Regions from separate parts of the Gasterosteus aculeatus genome. Here region 1 is linked to region 2. The links are chromatin contacts, called in public Hi-C maps. All regions are on one chromosome and are shown on one strand. Each heading gives the region's core, a stretch centred on a gene start, on an enhancer-like site or on the middle of the called end of the contact. The rest is flanking DNA. Distances are from core to core; before and after follow the strand shown. Region 1 holds the start of LOC120811232 (voltage-gated potassium channel regulatory subunit KCNG2-like). Region 2 overlaps ano10a (anoctamin 10a).

Region 1 (2,706 bases), core at 39-2,538, 160 kb before region 2:
CTTCTAATGAAAAATGTTTATACGTCCTTCGTTTGTAAAAAAAAACGGGTGATGTGCACCCACAAGCAAGAGATGGGTGTGACAAAGGTAAACATGCACTTATATTAATTTGCAAAGTGTATTTTGTTGATATGGTTCTTGGTGAATACAACATACATCTAAAACATACTTTTGTCAAAAATATCACAAGGATAATTTTTGATGGCACCCTTTTCAGCCTACCTAAAATAACTCTGCTTGAAATGACCCGTTTTGGGTCTTAATGCTACTGAGGCCCGGTCGCCCATGGTGCGGAGCTTGGTGTTGGGGACCCAGAGGAGCTGCTTGCAGATCTGAGGGTGCGGGTGGAGGTTTGGGGAGTCAGTAGCTTTGCAGATATGGGGTTGCATGTCCATTTATGCATTTATGAATGAGTAGTAAAACTCTGTAGTCAATCCGGAACATGGACCCAGTGCAGTGAGTGGAGGATGAGTGTTATGTGCTCATATTTCCGGATTCTCATCCAGTGACATGCAGTCAGGGTAGGCAATGTAGGCACCCTTCCAAAATTAAAACATAAAAATGTTAATTAAACTTTTATATGTTTTTTTTACTGTTTAGTCTTAGAATTATATATGCAATATGTGTGTTATTTCAATTTTCCAGACGTTACGATGACAAATGTAGCCGTTACACAAATACAAAGAAATGGTAGAAGAAGCTGCTTTTACCGTCCGCCCACTGCGGACGACAAGCGAGAAACCCATGTTGCGCATGCGCCCTTCGATGCCCTGTATTCTTCAACATGTAAGGCGAAAAGCACAACTCTGCTGTGCCTTTGCACGTAAATAGGTTATGCAAGTAATCATCTACAGCTGTTGTAAGCGTAAAACCAGCGAAAGTCAAAGTCAAAATGACAGCAGCGGATTTTTTCACAATTAGGTGAGCAGTGCGTGTTTTCATTGATGCTGATTGGCAAACATGATTGGCCGCTGTGCAGCTTATTAGTATGAATTTGATATGAGAATCCTTGAAAAAAGTAGTTTTTTCCAGCGTTTGGGGGTTGGTACACATGCCTCACAGCCACAGCCCGTTTTTGCATCTCTCAACCGTAAATATCCTGTTTTCATGTTTTTCTGTTAAAAAGCAGGTTAAAGTTACGAACGTTAGACTGCATTTATAAGCATATGGAGAAAGTAACCCAATGTGTTCATTTTGCATAATGTGGTGTAAATGAAAGTAACACCAAAGCTAGAATGGTTTCAGGTCTCACATCGGCTGGTCGATCTTCTGGGTTTTGAAACTATATTATTACAACGCAGGCCCAAGCGTTACCCCAAATCGCGCCTTTGTCTTTGTTGAGTTAATAAACCTGCTGAAACCATAGCATGAGGTTAATGGGTCACTTCCTTTATGTAAATGTGCTTTATATCCCCAATGTAGTAAATGCTACTTTTGCATTCCTCCTCACTTCACAATGAATTGACGTTTGAAAATGAGAAGGCCTCTATCTTACAGGTGATACTTTCTCGCTGCTTCAGCACATTCCGACCCACCAAGTATGCGAGCTGCTTAGATCACAAAAATAATTAATCGCAGTTGTATTAATCTTGCGCTACTTATTTTAGAAGCGGCTGCTATTATAGGAATTAATGAAGTGTTGGAGAGTGACATTTGCGGCTAATAAGTCAAAGTGATTAATCTGTGATTTCCATTCTTCTCTGGAGGGGAGGTCGGAAGCTGCCGAATCGGCAACCATCTTAATGCTGAAACTGGTGAGGCAGTTTGTGGTGAGCTGTGTTCCTGCCACTGGTACACCACCGTAGTGAGTTGTATCATAACATCCCTCATCCTGTACAGATGCGTTTTAAGGCAGAGTTTGGCTCCTATAAAGCTTGTTCCGCTCCACTGATTCATACAGCAGCGATACGATAGGAGTCGTGTTTGTTTGCCCGTTTTTTGGTTTAAAAAACATAAAAACAAAGAACGTAACTGATTGGTGGATACTTTCTCGTTCTCATTCTCATTCAAGAGGTCCTAAAGAAAGAGGCGCTAAAACATAATAAAAGTACACAAGGCTGCTAATAGCTAAATAAAATGAATAAGTAAATACAAAAACGTTGCGTCTATAGCATCGCTGCACTGTTGTTTGTTCACCTGAGTAGTGGCTGCTGGAACAAAAGTGTTTTTATGGCGCTTAGTTTTACAGCATGGACTAGATTACTCTGCCTGGGGGGGAAGAAGCTGAAACTCACTATGCAAAGGATGGGAGTGCTCTTTTCAGTTGGACCGGTTCATTTTTGCAAATGTGTGGCAAACAGGCACTGCAGGGTTCAACTCCACCCAACTGCCTTTCTGTGTGGAGTCTGCATGTTCTCACCGTGTCTGCGTGGAAGCCACGGCTCCACACATCCAGGTCAACCATCGGTTCCTTACATTCTTGCATTAGACGTTTTTGTTGTTGCGCACTAGCATGTGTGTTGGTCGCGTCTGTATGGGTTGTTTTATCGAGTCTACTCTTTTGGTCGTATGTACATGAATGTACAATATACACTAAGTGAAGGCGTATCTGTCACACATCTAATTATTGTTAAAATACACAGGTTTATAAAAACTTTAAAAAAAAAATACTACTACAGTGTTGAAAAGTAGCCTTGATTTAGAAAACTCGATTTAATCCAAAACCATGTTGGCTGTACATGAAAATCAAATGCAACACCACATACG
Region 2 (2,700 bases), core at 132-2,631:
TGCCATCAATCTTCTCATCTTAACGAAGTGGTTGAGGAGATCCAGGCCAAAAGACTTGAACTGTTGTGACGTGCGCAATCTGTCCATTTGTTATTTCGCTTCGCCATTTCTGGTGTTTATTGAGCCGCAGACCAAATTCTACCCTGGAAAGTCTGTAGTATTATATTGTAGTTTATAACTTTTGATGAGACATCTCAGACAACGTGAGGGTTTTAGGAACCATCTTACACCATGATTACTTTACTGTGAAAGGGTTAGAGACTGCATTAGATGTACAGAGCTAAGCAATAACGCTAAAGGCGCTAAAACACTCCATACACCTCCAGCCCAAACTGTGTAGAGCTTCCTTCACTATGAGGACCCCCTTTGTAGCTATTTGACCACAAAAGCATTGGTGGTGCAGCTTAAATGGCAGTTATTTGAATCATTGTTTGAAAGTGCAAGTGAAATGTCATTTAAAAGAAATTATCCACTTTATTAAAAAAAGGTTTCTCTGAGTGCTGCCAATCTCATAACATTGTTAATCCAGCCTTCACATACATGCATGTTTTTTCTACAAATAAAGGGCATCCAATTAGATAGGGACAGGTTGGAGGATTAAGCTGACTGTCAGTAGGATGCTGTGCTAGGACAGATCACTGGTGGGTTGGTGAGTCCTGCTTTAATGCCTTTGCAATGTGATTATAAACACACAGACTAAGCAGATTACTGTCTGGTGGGCTGCCGAAAACAACCGTGGAGAAACAGACAAACCCACATGGAAGCGGCGCCCAGCTGCCAAACACTACATGTTCCTTTCTGTTGAAATGAAGCTGTGGGACACCAGTCTGGACTTAAACAGACTTATGACTTGACTGTTATTAAAGCGAGTACAACCCACCTGCTGAACCTGTAATCAACAAAGTCCTACAGAGGAGCTACTGGAAAGGAACACGGTCCTTACAGGGTTTTAGCCTCTTCGAGTTCATGGTCAGTAGTGCCAGTCATTATTTACAGCAAAGACCATTTGTATCACTCACCAACCTCCCGCTAACACGCACAGTGAGGTAGTGGAGCAGCATTGTCCTCATGGGTTGGTAGAGACCAAAAAAGAGCTAAAAGGAGAGTTAATAACAGACCTGCATTCATCAGGTGGCCAAAAACACAACAACACAATGGCCGTAACAACCAGTCAGCCATTATTAGGCTGCAATGGGTAAACAGCATATTCTGATGCAATCGATTTTCCCCAAAATGCAAACGCTAGAGATAAATGCAGGTTGAGAAGCACCATCCGGCGGGGGGGAGGCTCAATGTTCGTGGATCCCTGGCCCCCACTCGGCCCCCTCAGAGCCGTCCCTGTTTGTGAGCGGACGGATCAGAGACGCTGAGGGAAAGTCTGTTTCCGTAGCCGGCTGGCCGGTTGCCTGGTGACTGCTCGCTGATGTGTGTAAGCCCCGTATAGTAATTACTCAGGTATCATGGCGCCGCTGCTGGAAAGCGAAGAGGCGCCCCTCCACCCTCCACCCTGAAACCAAGATAAGAGGGGCTGGCTGATTTGATTTCGAACCCTTCTTTAGAGAGACAGCGAAGTTCAAAGATGATAACGACCTGACCAGTGAAAGGCGTTAGATGGACAACATAGACTCACAGCGCACACACACACACCCAGCAACCTAGCTATCGTTATTCTTGTCGTGCCATCTCTTTAATAGCCTGCTTGCTTTATTCTAGGAAAGGCGCTGGATGGTGACAGGAAGGGACGTGCTTGGATGCACAAAGAGTCTGTGAGTCGAGTTCATCAGAATCACACATGTGCTGCTGTTCCTTCTGCCTCTCTGATCCTCATATCTCATTTCTTTCCTGGCCTCCTCCCCGTCAGTCAAACGGGGAACAAAGCCCGGGATGTCGGCGTGCAGACCTACTGATACAAGAGTCATGTACGGTGGATGGTGTGGGGGGGGTTGAATGGGAGCACAGGAAGGCTCACTTTCTGCCTACACAATCTCCTCTGCTCAGGTCCTACAGCACTACAAACGTTACAAGTGTTGAAGGGCAACTTCACCCGTAAACCAATGCTCACATGCTTTTGGGGTCCAGGTGGCTTATGGGAACATCATGAAGTTGGTTCGGTAATGAGGGAAGACGCTGAATGGCAGCTGTGATGTAATAACTACTTAGCTTCAAATGGACGCAAACTCACTATAATGGTCTGACAACTTTATGGAAATAATCCAAAAGAGTAAGTAATCATTTTTGCCAAGAGACATCGGTGTGAAGGTGAGTGAGAGATGGAGAGAGGATGTGTTGGAATACATAAGTGTTATCTGTAATGTCTTCATTGACACGACGTGACATTTCAGGGCACATGACACACGGACTGGTTGAAGTGGACGTGCATTCAGCGTTACCCTGGGCGACAACACTACAGCCTGCTTAGCAGCTGCAGTCTGCACAGTTCTCCTCCAAGAGCCAACCAATTACAAAAAATGTCACCCTTTAGTCACTTTGACACAGAAACATAAGGGGGTTGAAGAGGCTGAAAATAACCAAGTTAGCCTTTATGTTGGTCCTGAGGCAAACATTAAAGGTTATGATAAAAAACATTGCTTGGTAAATTACTCGGCAAACCAGCCTTTTACATGTACCACCTGTCTGGTGTGCGAGTGGATGCATCCTCTGTTAATGCCAGCAGCCAGTCCACTGAAGTGTTGGAGGGAC

Evidence for each region. Hi-C and Micro-C count contacts between places; a contact is called where the count stands out from the background.
Region 1: a contact with region 2 is called in a Hi-C map of skeletal muscle, with 4 times the contacts expected there. The contact joins the promoter of LOC120811232 here to the enhancer-like site in region 2. A contact is called at or near these places in 2 of 6 Hi-C or Micro-C datasets (both in skeletal muscle).

The regions. Positions count from the first base shown.
Region 1 is chr20:18,399,059-18,401,764 of fGasAcu3.hap1.1, reverse strand. It overlaps LOC120811232 (voltage-gated potassium channel regulatory subunit KCNG2-like), which reads left to right and starts at 1,288. Exons shown (of 4, transcript XM_040166492.2): 1 at 1,288-2,706.
Region 2 is chr20:18,236,297-18,238,996 of fGasAcu3.hap1.1, reverse strand. The region is part of intron 13 of ano10a (anoctamin 10a); the gene reads right to left. Among protein-coding and RNA genes, the nearest start is that of ano10a, 11 kb to the right of the region's middle. Within about 2 kb of position 1,381, at least 1 of the 9 cell types and tissues checked has open chromatin away from gene starts, as enhancers often do.